Linked DNA regions of Bos taurus: region 2 is linked to region 1. Evidence: chromatin contacts called from public Hi-C data. All regions are on one chromosome and are shown on one strand. The core of a region is the stretch at or near the end of the contact, and the rest is flanking DNA. Distances in the headings are between cores, read along the strand shown.

Evidence for each region. A called contact is a pair of places that touch in the nucleus more often than the background predicts.
Region 2: a contact with region 1 is called in a Hi-C map of blastocyst, with 3 times the contacts expected there. The contact joins the promoter of HSD17B6 here to the promoter of ZBTB39 in region 1. A contact is called at or near these places in 3 of 11 Hi-C or Micro-C datasets (blastocyst, liver and skeletal muscle).

The regions. Positions count from the first base shown.
Region 1 is chr5:56,427,703-56,433,680 of ARS-UCD2.0, forward strand. ZBTB39 (zinc finger and BTB domain containing 39) reads left to right here and starts at 2,732. Exons shown (of 2, transcript XM_024992500.2): 1 at 2,732-2,872; 2 at 4,386-5,978. The coding sequence starts at 4,430.
Region 2 is chr5:56,693,442-56,699,419 of ARS-UCD2.0, forward strand. It overlaps HSD17B6 (hydroxysteroid (17-beta) dehydrogenase 6), which reads right to left and starts at 2,663. Exons shown (of 5, transcript NM_001035395.2): 1 at 2,618-2,663.

The DNA.
Region 1 (5,978 bases), core at 1,482-3,981:
ACACGCTTGTTTGTCCCTCTTACTGTAGATAAAGGCTATTGTTAATGGGAAGCTTCGAAGCCAACAAGCCACAAAAACTGATGAGCGTTTAAAAGCTGTTAGAGTGCTCATCACCTAACAGAGAGACTCCCATTTTAGGAAAATTTGGTCATAGAATGCCAACATCAATAAAATTTCCATGCAAAGAGATACACTTGTAAAACATCACACAATCTCCAGCCCAGTGGCAATTCTTTTTAGGTATTAGTTTAGCTTCAAAGCTTCCCTCGTGGCTCAGAGGTTAAAGCGTCTGCCTTAGCTTCAAGAGACCCAAAATCTTAGCTAAAAACGTAACAGGATTCTTAAGCTCCAAAGAGTGAAGCACACCACCTTCTGGCATACCTGCCTATTTTATGTCTAAGAATGATGGCTCCAGAAGCAATAAATACCTACAAAAATGGCAAAATCTTACTAAAAACACAAAAAGTATCTAGAACAACACCCAGGCCTCCCATATTATAACCTCCTAGGGGCCCATCGTCAAAATGCTTCCCCAGGGATTGATATTTCAGTTGTAATCAATGGGAATGCTGGAAAAGAGATTGTTCTTTAAGGCCCTATGCAAATTCTTCACCGCATTGCGTCAACTCCCCTGAATTTACATCATCAAATTAGAAAGGACCTACCAGGAGGCTTTCATGATTCAGGATTTGCTTACAAGACCCTCTACTCCTGGTTAGGAGTGAGTATAGATGAGGCTATATGATCAGGAATCTCTCCTCAGCTCTGGAAGCTTTTGCTGAATGTACTGCTAGAGCAATTTAGATTTTCTTTTAGCTGAACAAACTGGTATCTATTATGGCCACCACCACCTATCATACCTAAATTAACACTTCTGGGGAGGTTGAATTCAGCTACCTAAGATTACTGAATAAGCCACTTCAAAAGGTGCTCCCTCTAAAGACCCCTCAAAGGGGTCTTTCTTTGACTGGTTTGATTTTGATTCCTTTGGGTCTTGGGGACCATGGCTCTGAAGTGCACTCCAGACACTGGGAATTGTCCAGCTTGTAATTATCATAGTAGTCCCTCTGGTGTCCTATATTCTCCAAAAAGCTTTAAGTGTGTGTCCTCAGCTGCTAACCACCAAGCCAATGATCCCTCTAAGACTGGAATGCCAAAAAGGGAATCAAAAGTATGATAGACTGAAAAACCTGTGAGCCTGAAGTCATGACCCGTGAATATCATAAAGATTCAGCCAAAAATCCTTCATGACCTGTGATCGTCATAGTAAAAAACTATGGGGAGAACTTCAGAGTGATAGCTGGCAATGGTGCTCATGCCTTAAAGTTTTGATCACATCTGTCAGTGAAACTCAGGCAAAGTTTTGGTTTGATGACGTATCTTAGGCAGGAATATCTGGGGAGATTTGGAGGGTAACTGCTGCACTAAAGGGTGGAAGCAGAGAAATGGAGCTCTAGAAAGAGTTGAGGAAGTAGCAAGGAAAAATAATTTCCCACTCTACCCTTCGAGGTTCTTGGCTGAGTAAATAATAAAAGACAGCATAACAGGAAAAAAGAAACAGAAGTTTAAAAATATGTATACTTCCATATACATGGGAGATACCCAGGAAAACTAAGACTTTCTTGACATTATCTACCCTTCTTTTCCCGGTTCAGAGACAAATGGACATTTCCCTTATAAATGTAAATGGCTCTTACAAAAGGGTAACCTCTGCTCATTTTTCAGAGCTTCTCCGCTGCCTGCTGCTTCTTAAAAATAATCCTTATGCCAAAGAAACATATGTTGGGGTGTCAAGTTCTGCTCCCCTCCAGGAAGGACAGGCTGCCCCAAACAGGCCTGCGCTGCCAAGGTGCAGCGGGATACTGTGAAATCCTTCATTTGGTGGTGCAGCTGGAAGGAGGGTCCACAATGAACTTTCAGAGGGTGGTCCACCGGGAGCCCAGCCCTCTAGTACTTGTTCTTCATTCAAACAGGCTTTGTTAAGCACCTTTCCTATGAACCAGAAGCCTGTGTGTTGGGGCGGGGGTGGGAGGGAGCAGCGGAGACACAGCCGTGTGCAGAACAACAGCTTCTGCCTTCAGGAAGCTCACTGCCTAGCTGCTGCTGGGGCTGCTAAGTTGCTTCAGTCGTGTCCGACTCTGTGCGATCCCATAGACGGCAGCCCACTAGGCTCCTCTGTCCCTGGGATTCTCCAGGCAAGAACACTGGAGTGGGGTGCCATTGCCTTCTCCGTACTGCCTAGCGGAGGAGACAAATAGTTAAAGTGGCAATCCTACAACTGTTTCTGAAACTACACCAGCAGACGTTTTGAGAGTAAACTTTTGGGACTGTGAGATGTAGAACAGGGGAGGCGATTTAAGCTTAGCCTTGGGATAGCGTTTTTCATTTCTCCAGGTACTAGGGCGAGGAGGGAGTGGTCCAGCACTTACAGGATCAGTGCTTCAAAAAAAGCCAGGCTTGGGTGGTGGTGGCCGTGAGGGCTGGAAACGTCCTGGCAAATGCCCGCGAGGGCCCGGTGGCGGCGGGCCCCAGGGGCTCGCGGGGGTCAGAAGTGGGGCCGGGGGTCCCCGGGTGGCGCAGTGGCTTCAGCCAGCCTGCTTCGCTCCCGGCCCCACCGTGTGGGGGCGCTGCCTCCTCCCTGGCGGCTGGGGGCGCTGCGGCCGAGCGGCGGGGGGCGCTGCCTCCTCCGGGACGGCGGGGGGCGCTGCGGGCCGGGCGGTGGGGGCGGCCCGGGCCGGCGCGGCGAGCGGCGCGGCGGATGGAGAGTCTGGCCGCGGCCGGCGGCGCCGCCTCCTCGTCGGGCCGGGCACGGCGGGCCGGGGCCTTTGTGTGAGGCGGCGGCGGCGATGGTGCTCGGGCCCCGCGGAGCCGGGTAAGCGCGGCCAGGCCGAGGGCTGCCCTGGCCGAGGCCCGACCCTCGTCCCGGCCTTTCTCTCGCTCTCGCTGGGCTCCCTCCCGCCCGCTACCCTCGGCCGGATCCATCCTCCCCCGCCGCGCGCCGACCCCCGCCGGCCCCGCCGCCGATCCCTTCGACCCCCGGCCGGCCCAGCGCCCCGCCGCCACCCCCTTGCCCCCGCCCGAGGTCGCCCTGAGGAATTCCCGGCTGTTTGGGGGAAGGGAGCGAGGTGCTTGATGCCCCCTAGATGGAGTGCCCCAGCCGGATCCAACGCCCTTCTTCCCGAATTCGACCCTCCAGAAGGGAGACCGTGGCGCCGCGCGGTTGTTGGGGTCCCTTCTCAGAAGTTCCGAATCCGTCCCCTCCCACTGCCGCTCGTGCTTCCCGGTGCCCCGACCTGCTGACCGTTGGTGTGTGGCCACCAGGGCCCCGGAGATCCTTCGCTGGTACCCAACAAAGCTCAGAGGCTTCCCGGGCCCCAGAAAAAGTTGGGAGTTAGTCCAGTGTGGTGAGGTGGAGGAAGGGGGCTGTGTTGCACAGGGCGAGTCATGAGGCTGAAGGAGAGGGCAACGAGTTTGGCTTTTTTCTGGCCTGCAGGACTCAAAAAGTGGGGGGAAAATGGTACTGAGCAAGACTTTAGGAGTTACCTGTGTAAATTGGATAGCTTCTTATCCCAAACCCTATCCCAAGGCATCAGGTAAATCTCTCAGTTCTGGTCAACATAAGCATAGCTCCTGAAAAGGGTGGGGAAAAAAAGACCCAAAGAGTATTTAGGTAATTCTAAATACCATAGTTGTGTTCGTCTTTACTTTACTTCTCTGACGTCACCCACAAGCTACAGAGAGTATGATAGAGCACTATCTGAATGGCCCTGGGCTAGGAGGCAGGTAGCTTAGATAGGGAAAGATGGGAACTCAAGAATAAGCAAGTGGTTTATTTTAGGGCCTGAAAGAACACAGCCGTGAGAGGAAAGGAAAGGATAAAGCATCTTTTCCCCAGTAGCTAATGGAGCTTGATAATTGTGTTCAAGTATGTGTATGGCATTTGGCCTAGTAAGGGAAGAGAATATACTCAGTGAGATTGGAAAGCTTGTATTCAGGAAGAAATTAGGAAATTAATATGAGAAAAGTTTGAACCATTTGCTCTGGTAATGAAATATAAGAAGGTATCAAGAGACTACTTTGGCTTTAAATCACTAGCTTCTGTCCAGTCAGGCTTGTCTTAGAGAACAGTTTATCAGATTTTTTTCAATATTTTTGGATTTTTTTGTGATCACTCTGTCTTGGGGGATGTGCAGGGAGATGTCTTGGGGGATGTGCAGGGAGAAAGGTCACTGTCCCATCACTTCTGCTGTCATTGTCCCCTCCAGCAGAATGGAGCAAGTTTATGTCCATTCACGCTTGCTCTCTACCTGGGGCTATTGTCCCGCAGAGCTCTTCACCTACAAGGATGTGTTTGGCCATCCACCTTATCCTTTTGCTATCCGCAGATTAACTGTGCTGATAAGGAGGCAACTTCACAGGAGCTGCTAAGATGGGCATGAGGATCAAACTGCAAAGCACCAACCACCCCAACAACCTGCTGAAAGAACTCAACAAGTGCCGGCTCTCGGAGACCATGTGCGATGTCACCATCGTGGTGGGGAGCCGTTCCTTCCCGGCCCACAAAGCTGTGCTGGCCTGTGCGGCTGGCTATTTCCAGAACCTCTTCCTCAACACTGGGCTTGATGCTGCCAGGACCTATGTGGTGGACTTTATCACTCCTGCCAACTTCGAGAAGATTCTAAGCTTTGTCTACACGTCAGAACTCTTCACGGACCTGATCAACGTCGGAGTCATCTACGAGGTAGCAGAGCGTCTGGGTATGGACGATCTCCTCCGGGCCTGTCACTCCACCTTTCCTGACCTGGAGAGCACTGCCGTGGCCAAGCCCCTGACCAGCACCAGTGAGAACCACTCTGGTACCCCGAGTTGTAGCTCAGTAGAACCCCCCCATCCCCTTGGAGAACTCCGGGGGAGCGGGGAGCACTTTGGTCCTGATAGAAACTATGCGTTACCTAGTGATGCTGGAGGAAACTATAAAGAGGAGGAGAGAAATGTTACCAGTGACACTAACCATAGCCTGCAGCCGCTGCCACCAAAGACAGAAGACCACGATGCCCCTGCTCCGTTCACATCTGTCCCCAGCGTGGTGACGCAGCCAGTCCTGGGCACTGTCAGCACGGGCATCCAAACCAGCACCAGCTCCTGCCAGCCATACAAAGTCCAGAGCAATGGAGACTTCAATAAGAACAGCTTCTTCACTCCTGACAGTGCAGTAGACATTACCACTGGGACCAACTCCTGTCTGAGCAACAGCGACCATTCCAAAGACCCAAGCTTTGGGCAGATGGATGAGCTCCAGTTGGAGGACCTGGGGGATGATGACTTGCAGTTTGAAGACCCCACTGAGGAGATTGGCACAGCTGAGGAGGTGATTGAATTGAGTGATGACAGTGAGGATGAGCTAACTTTTGGAGAGAGTGAAAACCGAGAGAATAAGGCCATGCCCTGCCAGGTATGCAAGAAGGTTCTAGAGCCCAACATTCAACTGATCCGACAACATGCTCGGGACCACGTGGACCTACTGACTGGCAACTGCAAGGTCTGTGAGACCCATTTCCAGGACCGGAACTCCCGGGTCACCCATGTTCTCTCCCACATCGGTATTTTCCTCTTCTCCTGCGACATGTGTGAAACTAAGTTCTTTACCCAGTGGCAACTGACCCTCCACCGACGGGATGGAATATTTGAGAACAACATCATCGTCCACCCCAACGACCCCTTGCCTGGGAAGCTGGGTCTCTTTGCAGGGGCGGTCTCTGCGGAGCTGAAATGTGCTGCCTGTGGGAAGGCATTGGCCAAAGATTTCCATGTGGTCCGGGGCCATATCCTTGACCATCTGAACCTGAAGGGCCAGGCCTGCAGCGTCTGTGACCAGCGCCACCTCAACCTCTGCAGCCTCATGTGGCACACACTTTCCCACCTTGGCATCTCTGTCTTCTCTTGCTCTGTGTGTGCAAACAGCTTTGTGGACTGGCATC
Region 2 (5,978 bases), core at 1,413-3,912, 270 kb after region 1:
ATCCTAAGAGTGAGTCTATCAACAACACACGGATTCGTGGACTGATCCATTGTGACCTTCTTTGTTCTCACACGGGGCATACAAACTAGGTATTACTTGTAAAACAAAGAATGTTGCCCACTATCCAGTTCTACAAGGATCAAGTCATTAGCCTCTGCAGTCACTGACTGGCAGTACACTCTGAAAAGAATTCAGGATGAAGAATGTGATAAGGCATTTTATACTTTGGAAAAACAGATGCCTTAGTTTGAGATATCTCAGGTGGAAAAAAATTTAATGAACCCAGATGTTTGCATCTTCTCATACAGAAAAAAAAGCACTAAGATCATTAACTGAGGACTTCCTTGGTGGTCCAGTGGTTAAGAATCTGCCTGCCAATGCCGGGGATCCAGGTTTGATTTCTGGTCTGGGAAGATCCCACATGCCACAGGGGCAGCTAAAACCATGCGCCACAACTACTGAAGCCCACACATTCTAGGGCCTGAGAGCCCGTTCACCTTAGAATCCCTGCTCTGCAACGAGAAGCCACTACATTGGGAAGCCCATGCACCATAACTAGAGAGCAGCCCCTGCTTGCCACAACTAGAGAAAGCCCACATGCAGCAATGAAGACCCAGTGCAGTTCAAATAAATACATAAATAAAATTTTAAATCTTTAATTCAGATATCTGATCCTGGTGGTGCAGTGCATAAGAATCTGCCTACTAATGTAGGGGACATGGGTTCGATCTCTGGTCCAGGAAGTTTCCAGGTACAGCAGAGCAACTAAGCCTGTGCACCACAACTACTGAGCCTGCACTCTAGAGCCTGTGCTCCACAGTGAGAGAAGCCACCACAATCAGAAGCCTGAGCACCACAGTGAAGAGCAACTCCTGCTCATCATAACTTAGAGAAGAAAAAAAAAGCTTGAGCAAAGTAACAAAGACCCAAAACAGCCAAAAATAAAAATTTTTTAAAGGAGTTCACAAGAACAATCAAACATTGCTATTGAACAAGTAAATATATTCAATTTGGAAAAAGCAATTTATCATTATCTACCAAAGATAATGATCCATCTTCCCTATACCCAAAGATTCCAGTTTAGGTATATAACAACAAAATATGTACACCATAAACATTACTTGTGATAGCCAAAAGCTGGAAACAACCCACACATGCACAAATAGTAGAATGGATAAATAAGTTGAGATATGTTCATGCAATGGAATGCTATACAGTGAAAAAAACAAACTATAGCTACACACAGTTACATGAATGAGTCTCGCAAACATAACACTGTGACACAAAAGAACACATACTACATGATTCCATCTCCACAAAGCTTTAAAATATAAAACTAATCTATGTTGGGACTTCCTTGATGGTGCAGTGGCTAAAATTCCACACTCCCAGTGCAGGGGGCCAAGGGTCAATCCTTGGTCGAGGAACTAGATCCCGATGCCACAACTAAGACCTGAAGCAACCAAATAAATAAAAATAAATCTTTTTTAAAGCTATAAAAATTTTTAAATTAATCTATGTTGATATTAATACAAATCATATTACTGGTTACTTTGGGGGAGGAGGTAGGGTTCAACAAATGAGAACGGTATTAATGGATTATCTACCATGCTCATAATGTTCTATTACTTGACCTGTGTGGCTGTAACAGAAATGCAAATTTTGTGAAAATTCATTGAACTGTCACCTGTGTGTTTTCTACTCAAATTAGAAAAATTAAAATACCACTTTGGGGCTGGTGCACTGAGATGACCCAGAGGGATGGTATGGGGAGGGAGGTGGGAGGGGGTTTTAGGATGGGGAACACGTGTATACCCGTGGCGGATTCATGTTGATGTATGGCAAAACCAATACAATATTTTAAAGTAAAAAAATAAATTAAATAAAGGCTGAATAATAAAAAAAAAATACCACCTTGATTAAAAAGAGAAGAAAAGAAACAGTCTGAAGAAAATCACTTCTGCATTTGTCATAAAATTCTTATCAAGAACACTGTGCATCTATACACTGTGTAAGATCCCACATGATAAATCCTGTCATGCATTTAGTACCAGGAAAGATTTTGTCTTTTCTAAGTAAATAGTATACTATTGATTCTTTTTAAATTATCTAATTTTTCCATATTATCTTAGTGGTTTAAGGCCAAATTTAATGTTCAGTCATAGTAATTCTATTAGTCCTCATAAATAGCATTTTCTTCTTCTTCTCTCTTCTCTTTCAACACGTTGATTTTCTTTCTCTTTTTATGTTTCCATTTGCATTTTAATAACTTTTTTTGTGTATGTGTCTTTTATTATAGATTACCTCAAACTCTTTTTGAAGATGCTACATTTGTCCAAGAATAAAATCTAATAGATTCGCCAACCTAAGTCTCTTCCCAAAAGCTGACTCAATCCCTCAGCCAAGTGGGAAAAAAATTAGCAAATACTCCAGTAGTTGATGCCATGTACTGGCATATATATACACATATATCTATGTATAATATAATAAAATGTATATATACACATATACATAAATCATACTTCATTTCATATCAGTATATGAGATTCCACAAAGAGAAAGGACAAATGTTACCTGAGAAATTTTTATTTGTGAATATACATCACATTTCACCTACCTTTGGAATTTTACTTCTTCTCTGTTCTCCACAGGATTAGAAATGTAATGAGAGAAGGAATCATGGGACTATTGAACCCTTGTTTACTGGTCACATGGGTTAAAAAAGAAAGAAAAAAAATTTCACCACTCCCACTGCAAAGAGCTTGCTCATAGTAGGAAATTGGGGTAGGGTTAGGTCAGGACAGAACTAGATCACAGAGCTTCAGCAACACAACTCTCAGGGCTTAATTACATAAAGCTGCTTTTGCTTATCCAAAAGTTCATGAACTTACTCCACAGCTCCCAGCATTAACTAAAAAAGAGCTGGTTTTCCACACTGTCAAGATTCCCAGTTTACAGAGCATATCCAAGGGGTCTTATGTGTAAGTATAAAATCACTGTCAACTTCTAAACAATATTTAAACTGCAAAAGAATAAAGATCAAAAAAGTGGAGAAAATCATCATTTCGGTTCAGTTCAGTCACTCAGTTGTGTCCTACTCTTTGCGACCCCATGGACTGCAGCATGCCAGGCTTCCCTATCCATCACCAACACCCAGAGCTTGCTCGAACTCATGTCCATTGAGTCGGTGATGCCATCCAACCATCTCATCCTCTGTTGTCCCCTTTTCTTCCTGCCTTCAATCTTTACCAACACTAGGGTCTTTTCCAATGAGTCTGTTCTTCGCATCAGGTAGCCAAAGTGTTGGAGTTTCAGCTTCAGCATCAGAGAAAGCCATGATGATGAATTTTCTTTCAGAAATCAAAGTTGAAGGGTCTTTTAAGAAAATTATAGACCACAATCAAGATCTTTCTCCAAACAGATTTTATTTCCAACCCAAAACACACACACACACTCACACCATTTGTTCAGGAAGAGTTTTCAGAGGACTTCATGAACCCCACTGAGCAAGGTCCCTTTCCTTTCCTGCACGCTGCCCATCCCAACCTTCTGCACCTCTTTCACAACACCACTCTCTTGTGGTCAGAGTTCAGGGTGCTTCACTCGCTTGTGCCCTGCCTATAGTTCTCAACAGTGCCAGCCTTGTTCAGCTGCAGAATCTGACCTGTTACAGTCAAAAAAAAAAAAAAAATTAAAAACAGAAAGCTCCCATTCTCTAAGTTGGAGCCTCTGCTGGAGTCAGGGAATGGGGAAGCAGAGCCTGCTCTTAGACTGCCCACCTGAGATCAGTTTCTGCGAACTGGGGCTCTGGGCCCTTAAGGCTGTTAGACACATTTCCAAAAGACCTGCCACTGCTTTATGATCTAATACATTCTAGCAAATCAGTCAAACCCAAGGAGGGAGTCGTGGAAATCTTCAATTTAAAGCACAGGTAACAACCTGGGCTTGCGATTGGCATCTGAGGTGGGGGGGAGTCTTGTGGGATGAACCTTGAATCTATGGAATCTGACACTACCTCTGGGTGCATGCATGTTCAGTCACTTCTTTGCAACGCTGTGGACTGTAGCCCACCAGGCTCCTCTGTCCATGGGATTCTCCAGGCAAGAATACTGGAGTGGTTGCCACACCCTCCTCCAGGGCATCTTCCCTACCAAGGGATCAAACCTGTCTCCTGAAGCTGGGTAAATAGTATCAGGGCTGAGTTGAATTGTAATACACACAGCTGGTATCCAAAGAACTGGTTTGGAGGTATGGGTAAACACATCCCTCCCTCACATTAGAATTGGTATAAAATCCTTCAGCACCCTTTCACAACTCTCTCCTTTCTTGGCTCCTATGAAATCACCATCTCCTAGCTCTCCTGCTTCTATTTCTATTTGTTCTCCTTGTCCTTCCTGGCTTCTCTTCATCCACCCAGTTTTTAAAGTCAATATCTTTAAGAGTTCTATCCAGGCCCTTCTTCTCTTCTCAATGCACACACCCTCCTTGTATGGGGACCTCAGTCATTATCAACTTCAACCTGATCTACAGTCTAAGGACTTTGTAAATCTCTGCCTTCAGTCAAGATCTCTCTTGACATCTAGCTCCTCATATCCAACTGCCTGCTGGGCATCTTTCACTGGAATTCATTCATCCATTCCATAAATATAGAGTTCCTACTATGTGCTAGGTCCAATGCTATTTATTGGAGCTAATGTTGTTGCTTTTGTTTAGTCACTAAGTCATGTCTGACTCTTTGCAACCCCTTGGGCTACAGCCTGCCAGGCTCCTCTGTCCATGGGAGTTCCCAGGCAAGAATACTGGAGTGGGTTGCCACTTCCTTCTCCAGGGATCCAACCCACATCTCCTGCACTGGCAGGTGGATTCTTTACCACTGAGCCAGCAGGTAAGCCACTGGAGCTAATAGAGGAGAATAAATTGGCATGATATTTGAAACCTTAGAATTTATCATTTTAGTAGGAAAATAGACATTAAATATACATTCCTACAAATAAATGTATAATTACACACTGTGACGAAGGCTATGGAAGAAAAGCATAGGGAGCTTAGGAAATACAGAAACAATATAATATAGTCACAATAGAAACTCAAATTTAACTTTTCAAAACTGAAATGATGATGATTCAGTGCAATATGATCCTCCTCATTTTCATGTTATTTCCTATCCCTACATGTATTCAACAAATACCCAACAAATTTAATGATTGCCCACTAGATGCTAAACAACTCCCTTCCAACCAGCTGCCCAATCCTGAAACCTGGGAGATCATCCTAGACCCATCCCTCATCCCCTACATCCAATCAACATTAATTCTTTGTAATATTTCTTGTCACTTATGTCCACCCAATCACATCCATCTCTACTGCCTTAGTTCAGGCCACAAGTATTTGTGCCTTGGATTCCAACAACAGTTTCTTGGGATGGTTCTGCCTCTGGTTGCTCTTTCCCCTTCTATCTGTCCTTTACAGGGCTCCAGAGGTTATTGGAACAGACTGGTTCCTAATCGGGAAAGGAGTACATCAAGGCTGTATTTTGTCACCCTGTTCATTTAATTTATATGCAGAGTACATCATGTGAAATCCTGGGCTGGAGAAGCACAAGCTGGAATCAAGCTTGCTGGGAGAAATATCAATAACCTCAGATATGCAGATGACACCACCCTTATGGCAGAAAGTGAAGAAGAACTAAAGAGCCTCTTGATGAAAGCAAAAGACAAGAGTGAAAAAATTGGCTTAAAACTCAACATTCAGAAAACTAAGATCATGGCATCTGGTTCCATCACTTCATGGCAAATAGATGGAGAAACAATGTAAAGAGTGACAGACTTCATTTTTCTGGGCTCCAAAATCACTGCAGATGATGACTGCAGGTGACTGCAGCCATGAAATCACAAGACGCTTGCTCCCTGGAAGAAAAGTTATGACCAACCTAGATAGAATATTAAAAAGCAGAGATAGACATTACTTTGCCAACAAAA